Linked DNA regions of Zea mays: region 2 is linked to region 1. A link is a contact called in public Hi-C data. All regions are on one chromosome and are shown on one strand. Each heading gives the region's core, a stretch centred on a gene start, on an enhancer-like site or on the middle of the called end of the contact. The rest is flanking DNA. Distances are from core to core; before and after follow the strand shown. Region 1 has its middle 83 kb from the start of LOC100286287. Region 2 holds the start of LOC100384177 (long chain base biosynthesis protein 1b).

Evidence for each region. Hi-C and Micro-C count contacts between places; a contact is called where the count stands out from the background.
Region 2: a Hi-C map of ear shows a contact between it and region 1, with 2.0 times the contacts expected there. The contact joins the promoter of LOC100384177 here to the enhancer-like site in region 1. A contact is called at or near these places in 4 of 25 Hi-C or Micro-C datasets (ear, endosperm, leaf and 1 more).

What each region holds. Positions count from the first base shown.
Region 1 is chr8:61,581,646-61,585,786 of Zm-B73-REFERENCE-NAM-5.0, reverse strand. No RefSeq gene overlaps it. Among protein-coding and RNA genes, the nearest start is that of LOC100286287, 83 kb to the left of the region's middle. Within about 2 kb of position 2,071, at least 17 of the 20 cell types and tissues checked have an H3K27ac peak or open chromatin away from gene starts, as enhancers often do. A contact at or near this core is called in ear, endosperm, leaf and 1 more, where this site is marked.
Region 2 is chr8:61,831,692-61,835,832 of Zm-B73-REFERENCE-NAM-5.0, reverse strand. LOC100384177 (long chain base biosynthesis protein 1b) reads right to left here and starts at 2,115. Exons shown (of 4, transcript XM_023300849.1): 1 at 2,030-2,115; 2 at 1,485-1,578; 3 at 1,332-1,404; 4 at 1,119-1,255. The coding sequence starts at 2,115. The coding sequence ends at 1,119.

The DNA of each region.
Region 1 (4,141 bases), core at 822-3,321:
CACATCTTTACCCACAGGTCATGTTACCCATTTGCCACGGGGTTGTATAGACCCCATACACTTCTACAAAGGAAGTGAGGCAGGGTAGCACTACGAGGCCTTTCCAAAGTTCCACTAGTTCGAGAAAACCCGCTACGGATTTAAGAAGGAAGCATAGGAATCCCGCGTCCAAAAAGCTTTACATATAGTTCGACCCGAGGACCTCCCTATACTCTAGCAGCGGTGTCTCCCCGCTTGCCCCTTTCGAGTAAGGTAATCTCTCCATAGCTTTCCTAATTACTTGGCCAAGGGCGTCCCATTCCACCCTTGTGGTCGCACTGTTTTGCTGAGTGGTTCACCATGTTCCCATTAACATTATGATCTTATCATGAACAATAATTAAACAACAACGTAATTCGAACATGATCATAATAAAATATTAGTTTCCCAAAACCAGGTAGAACAATAGCAAATCTACCCAATAGTTCATTTGTTTGCAACGTGGGGGACAAACAATGCTAGGTAAACCTACTAGGTTCCATCAAATTAACCTGAGCATGTCAAAGTGATTAACAGGAACATTATTAGGTAAAGAAAAGTGATCAAGGGCACAACTTGCCTTAGACTCAAGATTCCAGGTACCAACTTGGTCTTCAAGTTCTCGTGACCTCACCACTATTCATAGCAACACATACAAATAGACAAGGATCACATAAAAATAACAGTACACCAAACATGAGAACAAACAGTGTAAAATATTCTACGCGATGCTACGAGATCGTAGGTTCGAGAACCACTAAATTCGGAGTTACGGTTATAAAGTTATGACTTTCCGAAGATTTAAGTGTTGGATATAAACTAAGGTTACTAGATGATAAACAATATTAATATGAACCTAATGCAACTAGAATGGATAAAAAAGGAGCTAAATTAAGGAAGATATGGATTTTACAAGATTAGTAGATTTATTTCATACCTATATTCATTTTCTTTATCTATTTCGAATATCTCTAATTACTCTGGACCGAAGGCACAATTACCAGAGAATGCAGGGGTTCAGGTGCAATTAATCTGTACTCGATTGTAGTTCATTCTAGATAGATAGGGACCATAGGTTGGTTTTGATAAAACAGAGGAGCTCTTTTGCAAGGTTTTCAGGCCGACGGGGTATGAGTGGATCATGACAGTTGGATCACAAGCCTACGATCAGGATTAGATCAGATCCCTAAAGACCTGGTCTCAAGCCACAACCCTACAATCTAGGATCTACGGTTGGATTTAAAATGATTGTGAATGATTCTTACACGCACGATGCACATCTAACGGCTCAGATTCCCATGATCAAACCGTTCACGCGAGATCAGATTGCATTCACCCACTGGCAGATCAATGACATCCACACCCCCATCCAAAACGATATTCAGGGTTTTAATCTTGGCAGTTAGTCACAAGATCAACAGACCCCGACCACTCACCCTCCTCATGCCTCTCAGCCGCGGTGGCGCAGCGCGCAGACGACAGCGCTTTCGCCGGAGACTGCCCAACTAGCCCCCCAGAGTCCCAGCTCCTAAGGAAAAGCGTGCAACACTTAGCGAAGATCACGACGGGCATGTTGGGGAAGTTCTCGCCTCGGTTGACGGTGCGGACGGTCCTGCCCACGCTTGTGCGCGTCTCCATGGCGGTGAGGATACTCCAGCGATGAATCAGTGATGCTTCAGCCAGTTTCCTCTTCGATTGACCCCTCCCACAGCTTCTATGCGGCCAGGCCACCCCCAGGCAGCCACGCGGGAGCTCGAGCCGGGTTGGCAACGAGAATCCGCGGCGGCGGCTGGCTTGCTCCCTCTCTCATTGCTCTTGGTGACAGCGCTTCTCCCTCACCCTAACCCGATTAATGGTGGTCTTCGTGCCAAGTTAGGGTTCATAAGAGCCTAGGGTAAGCCGCCTTATATCCCCAACAAGCTGGGGTGGGGGATGGAATCCGCCCGCGTGCGGCGAAGCCGGTATGCGCCCGGTTGTTACACGAGTTAGGTGACAGTCCTGACTAGTGGGTCCCCGGTGGCAGCGAGGGAATGAAGTGGGACGCGAGTCATAGTCACAGGCACATGGGCTCGGTTAGCAGGTGCTAGCGCGGTCAGCGGATGCGCGGAGTGGGCCGGCGTGCGCACAAGGAGAAAGAAAGGATGGGCCGAATCCAAGGAGAGACAGCCCAGTTCTGGTTTTTCTTATTTTCTTTTTTCTTTTCTATTTTCCATTTCAAATATTCAAACTAAATTCAAATCCCTGCTTTGAATTTCCAAGTTTCAAACTTAATTCCAATATAAATAATACTTCTATTGTTTGCCATAATATTATTATTATCATTATTATAATTTCGTTCTTTTAACTCTTTTGCTTTCATTTCTATTTTGTTTTTCCACTTAAATTCAAAATTTTGAATTCAAATTCACACTAAGGTCTCTTTTAGATTAAATGCATTACTCAAAAAACCCAGCCTGAGATGCACATTCTTTATTTATTTATGGGTTATTTGACTAACTTGACTCCATTAATTGATTATCAAACAGGAAGGGATTTAATAAATCTCCCAAGGTTTCAAAAATTCTCAAAACACTAACACAAATATATTTATTTATGTATATCATTATTTTTCTTTGATACAAATATTTTGTCTTTACAAATCCTACCCCCCTCAAAAGAAATCTCGTCCTCGAGATTAGTAAGAGAAAGAATGTATCCCAATCTCGTCTCCAAAACATATGCACAATCAAGAATTGCGGCATGGTGCATAACTTGTTATTAAAATATAGGTTCAAATAGACCTTATTATTATTCCTAACATAGTATCTACTTCCTATATATATATATACTCTAATCTTGTTGCTCGTTGCCTTCTTCACTGGATTCTTCACTTTCAAACGAGACCTCTTCCAAATTTTCAGGTTCACCAGGTTTAGCTTCTGCTTCCACATGGTTGACCTGCCCCCGATTGATGGATAAGGGTTGACTCTTGCCTCCAGAGGCCTGTCCCTGCTTCATTGGAGCTGGAGTAGTGTATGCTGCCCTATTGGGACAGTAGTTGGCATAGTGTCCTGTCACACCCGGATTTTAGGGGTCCAAAACTCGGCGCGAAATAATCACCAAGTGTGCTGGGATCAAGTCTCACACATATGATGACTCATGGTACAGAAACGAATGTCACATCATTACTATATAACGGAGTTATGTACAAAATAGTTAAATAATTACATCATACGAAGACAACGATCCAACAACCCAAAGTTGACTGGGAGACGACGACCTAGACCACTCACGAACTCATCACAACATCCTTCATGTGCATCATCCTGCAGTACCTATTCTTGACCTAGAGGATGTGAGTACAGCAAGAGTGAGCTCACATACGTTCATCAGTCGACAAGTTGTGGGGAATAATGTGCATGAACTCACAAAAGGTGTGAGCTCATGTGAAGTGTAAGGCTTACCAAATGAGATGGTTGAAGCTGAGCATTGCTTTTAAAGTTGGTCAAAATTTTATTACCATTTACTAAGTATAAGTAGATATCGACCCAAATAAATAAAATATCAAATTAATAACAACACCCACAATGCAATGCATATGACAAATTAAGTTTAGTTCCATAAATTACTCATGTGAGGGTCCGAGCTGCTCATGGTCGTGAGCACGGCTGATATACCAGTTTTACACTCTATAGAGGTTGTGCATCTTTACCCACGTCGTGTTACCCATTTTGCAAGGGATCGTGACTTCCCATTCATCTCTGCCGAGGAGACGAGACAGGGTACCACTACGGGGCCTTTACAAAGTTCCACTAGCTTCCGAAAACCCGCTACGATTTCTGAAAAGCGCAATATAGGAATCCCTCGTCCAAAAAGCCATCACAACATAATCAACCCGAGAAACTCCCTATACGCATGCTCCTCTACCGACCTTGTCCCTTTCGGGTAAGGAGTCTTCCACTAGCTTTCCTAATTAGTCAGCCAAGGGCGTCCCATACCACCCTTGTGGTAGCACTGTTTTCCCGGGTGGTCGCTCCATGTTCCAATTAACACAATGATCTTGTCGTGAACAATAATTAAAAGAACAGTACAACTAGAACATGATCATATTGTAGCATTAATTTCCCAAAACCAGGTAGAGCAA
Region 2 (4,141 bases), core at 866-3,365, 250 kb before region 1:
GCTTGTGTTGTAACGGTGCATGCCTCCCCTTTTATAGCTAAAGGGGGGCACGTACAAGGGTACTGAGCCCCAACATGTGGGCCCAACACTACTACAGATCCTATTATATGAGACGGTTAATTTTCACTTATTAAGACGTTTCTCAAGTGTCCAAATTTGATGGAGTCGTAAAAGATGTCCCACATTTAAGATGGTTGCAAACCGTCTTAAAAAGGTATTACATAAGGCGTTGTTAGTTTATAACCGTCCAAAAAAGGTATTTGTTTAAGTCATTTTGTCCAATAACCTGTCTTAAATTATGTTTATTTAATACACTTTTTCAAAACAACCGTCGAGTATGTGAACATTTTAAGTCACAAGTTATTTAGTAAACTGTCTAAAATGTTCTATATTAATAAGCGCTTGCAATATAAAAACCGTCTTATTTAGGTGACTGATATTGGACGTTTTAGAAATCGTCTTATTTAGAAGACCGATATTGGATATTTTTAGAACCGTCTTAATAAGATTTAAACAAATTGACTTAAATAACAATATATTCTTCAATTTATATTCATTTGAGATACCACATTATAATAATTTGAAAGAGAAATACACACACATATATTTAATAATAATATAATATAGATGAGTACCAATCAATATTTCATACATAAGTGTACTCTAAATCCAAACCAAAACACTGAGATAATCTTGTAATTAACCAAACAATCTGTGCAAGTGCGGAATACAGTGTACATCAGATTGATTTGCATCATGTCAAAACCAGATTGTCCAAGGGATACATCGGTTGCCGCTGCCGCACCCCTCCTATCGATGTTCCATGACTCCATTCTTGCTGGCCACTTTGTCCCAAGCATTTCACCAAACAGTCAACACCCTCGTCACTGCAATCACATCAAACTACCTATGTACAGTTAACTGACAGAGGAAAAACAACTCATCAATAGACACAAGAAAGAGATAACAATGTTGTGCTAAAGCCTAAAGTTGAGCTGGATAAATCCATATTATGTCTAAAAGGCCAAGCATGCAGACCTCGATACACCAAACAAGTCAAGGTTCCAATAATACTTGTGAATTTCATAATTTTTTTAATACGGTGAACTTAGGTGAACTTACGCGACTATGATATCTTCTTTCTTACAGAAGGCAGGTATCACACTGAATATTGTAGAAATCCCATATGAATAAAGAATGGAGTCTGGAGTCCCCAAAAATTTAGCTATCTTTGACTCACAGTCAAGATGGACATCTGCAAGAACACAATAGAAAGTTAAGTTCCTCTATACTTTCAACCAAAGTCATTGTCTGAGGATGATAATACAGACCAATTGTTCCATAAAAGCCACGTGGACCACAAGAACCAACACCATACTTCTCCAATGAACTGATGCAAGAATCCTGGAAGTCATTCGCTTTGTTTAGATATTCCAAAAAATACATACATTGAAATATTGTCAAGCAATAGAATTGTCTCTTACAATAATCTTTTCGTTGCCAATTAAACCGAGGTACTTTGCTGATGCAAAGTTCACAACTTCTTTACCATCAACAATCGTATGTGGTCCAGTGGCACTGTATAAAAGAAAAATAGAAGGGTTAATTATGATCCTCAGAAGATCATATATGATGCAATCATAACTACTTAACATGGTAAACAATTGTAATCCATACTGCATGAATATTTGTAACACAACCAGAAATGCGTGAAGAAAAATTCTGGTGAATTAAATAATATACACATATAACTAAAGCAGAATTCAGGGGATATTCAACAAAAAGAATATTCCATATATAGCGGTGTCTCCCACAGTTTCAAGAGTGAGACCATCCGGTTAATCCATATATGAAATGATATGTAGGATTACTCATGCAACAACACCACAATGTACCCTAGGTAACTGTGAACTTACTTTAAGAAAAAAAATCCTTTATAGACTGCTAAAGTTCCAACAATGCGTCAACTGCTAGTTTGAACAAAAAAAATCTGGTACAACTCCATCAGAAACCAAGCTGTAGTGCAAACCTCGGCAACACGGCACTCTGCCTCCTCGTGAGCAATGGCCGCACACTATAACATTTTAGGCCTTCTGTGACATTATGATGCACATTCTATGTTTTCTTCAGTGGAATTAATGGGCTGCACGGCATGAGAGAATTGCACATGACGAATGTGATGGGTGACCTGTTTCCTGAAAATAAAATTTAGAATATAGTTTTAGAAAAGAAAATAGCAACAAATACATTTCAAAAAGATCCCAGATAGAACTACTAGAAGTTTTAGGCAGAGAATTACAATTTCATATTCTCCATTCATAAATACATGCTAACTGATAGCATAATACCTAAGCAAGGATTAGTACCACACTCTTAGGAAAACATCCTATGGAGTGCTAGCTCATGGATCAAATTTAATTAAAAGAAGTTAAGTGAACTGTTATGGCAATATGAAGTTTTTGATTCTGCACAGCAAGCGTAGAATCCACCTTCAATCCTTGATGTTGTCCAAGCTAAAACTTAAGAAAAGGCTTGCATGATAACTTAACATAATTTATTAGCCAATAAGAGCTTCCATAGGTATAACTTAATGTTTTTCAAGACACAAAAGACTCAGGATTAAGACAGCACCAAATTTGTCGTTCGTATAAAACAAGAATAAATTGTGTACGGTGTAAAAACAAACTACTATTGGGCATGCACTCTCAATAAATTTAATAGCAAGTACAGTAAATATGTCCCAAAAAAGCAGCACTGCAACACAGTAATGGCGTATACTTTATTACTATATCATAGTAGACAGTAAGTGTTTGCTAGCTTGCAACAAATTGATCCCAAATAGTACTAGAAGATTAAGAGCAGAGGATTACAATTCCATAATTTTGACTAATCTGACATACAGCTCAATATGAGAAGTATGTGGGTATAAGCTTAACAGATGTTCTTAAAATGAGGTACGCCAGGGGCTGAAAATTGGCATACTTATTCAAAATAAGTATGTCGGCCCCGGCATACTTAATAATACCCACATTCTTTCACTTGTTTCCCATAATGCTTTTAAATATTTTTCTCAATATAGCAAACTTTATATTGCTATATACATTGACTTCACTCAGACCGTCAAACAAGCTTCATTTAAGATGAGATTCGTACTATCACTAGACTAGAGATAACATATAAAGATATATCAAAATTGCAGATCTCCTCAACAACAGTTTCTCTCGTGTTCTCTCTGCAGTATCCAAATTGAGTAATACATGGAGAGACAAGGTAAAATGATAAAAGAAACTGGTCCATACGGGCTACAGGTATCCACTTGCCAGGACACGGGTTTGTCTTCTTATCAAACAGCGCCTTTCCAAATCCTCTAGCACTGACACCTAGAACTAGGAATACATAGATCAGATGTGTGGAAACCCAAGATGGAATGTGAATGGATTTGTTTTACCTTTCGCTTCCGTTGAACATGGGCTACAGAGACGTGCTTGTGCTCACGCAGAGAGCCGAGGAGGGGTGGGGGCCACGGTTGCTTAATGGCACGCTTGACGCCTAGAGAGGCTCGCGTGGAGAGGGGGCAGCTGGGCACGGGCAGGCCATAGGCGCGGACGCGTTTCACACGTAGAAGTGCAGGCGAGCGGCGGCGCAGAGAAGAGATGCGGTCAAGAGAAGCGGTGAGTAGCGGGTCCGCAACGAAGGCCAAAGGGTTAGGTGTCCAGGCGTGTGGGCTATGGTGTGTTATTGGGCCAAACTAAGCTAAGGTGTGGTCCATATCTAGTCATACTAGGCCCTTTGCCTCTAGTCATGACTATCCTGCCTTTCCGTTTCTCACCTGGATTGAGTCAACGAAAAGAACGTTACTAAACGATGATAGAAAGCTTGATAGTGCAATCATAAAAAAACTGGTGCATTATATACTAGACATAAAGATAGAAGTGAAGTTTTTTTAAAGTAGACGACGATGGAAATCATGGATTATACAGTACAGAAGAGAAGTAGCAGAGGGACCTATCCTTAATGGTGTGTCACGTGAATTAACATAGATAGTAATGTTTTTTAAAAATATGTACAACATCATATGTCTATGACATATATGCATTGTCGTGCAATATTGTCACAAACTAAGCCGAATTCACTATTCACT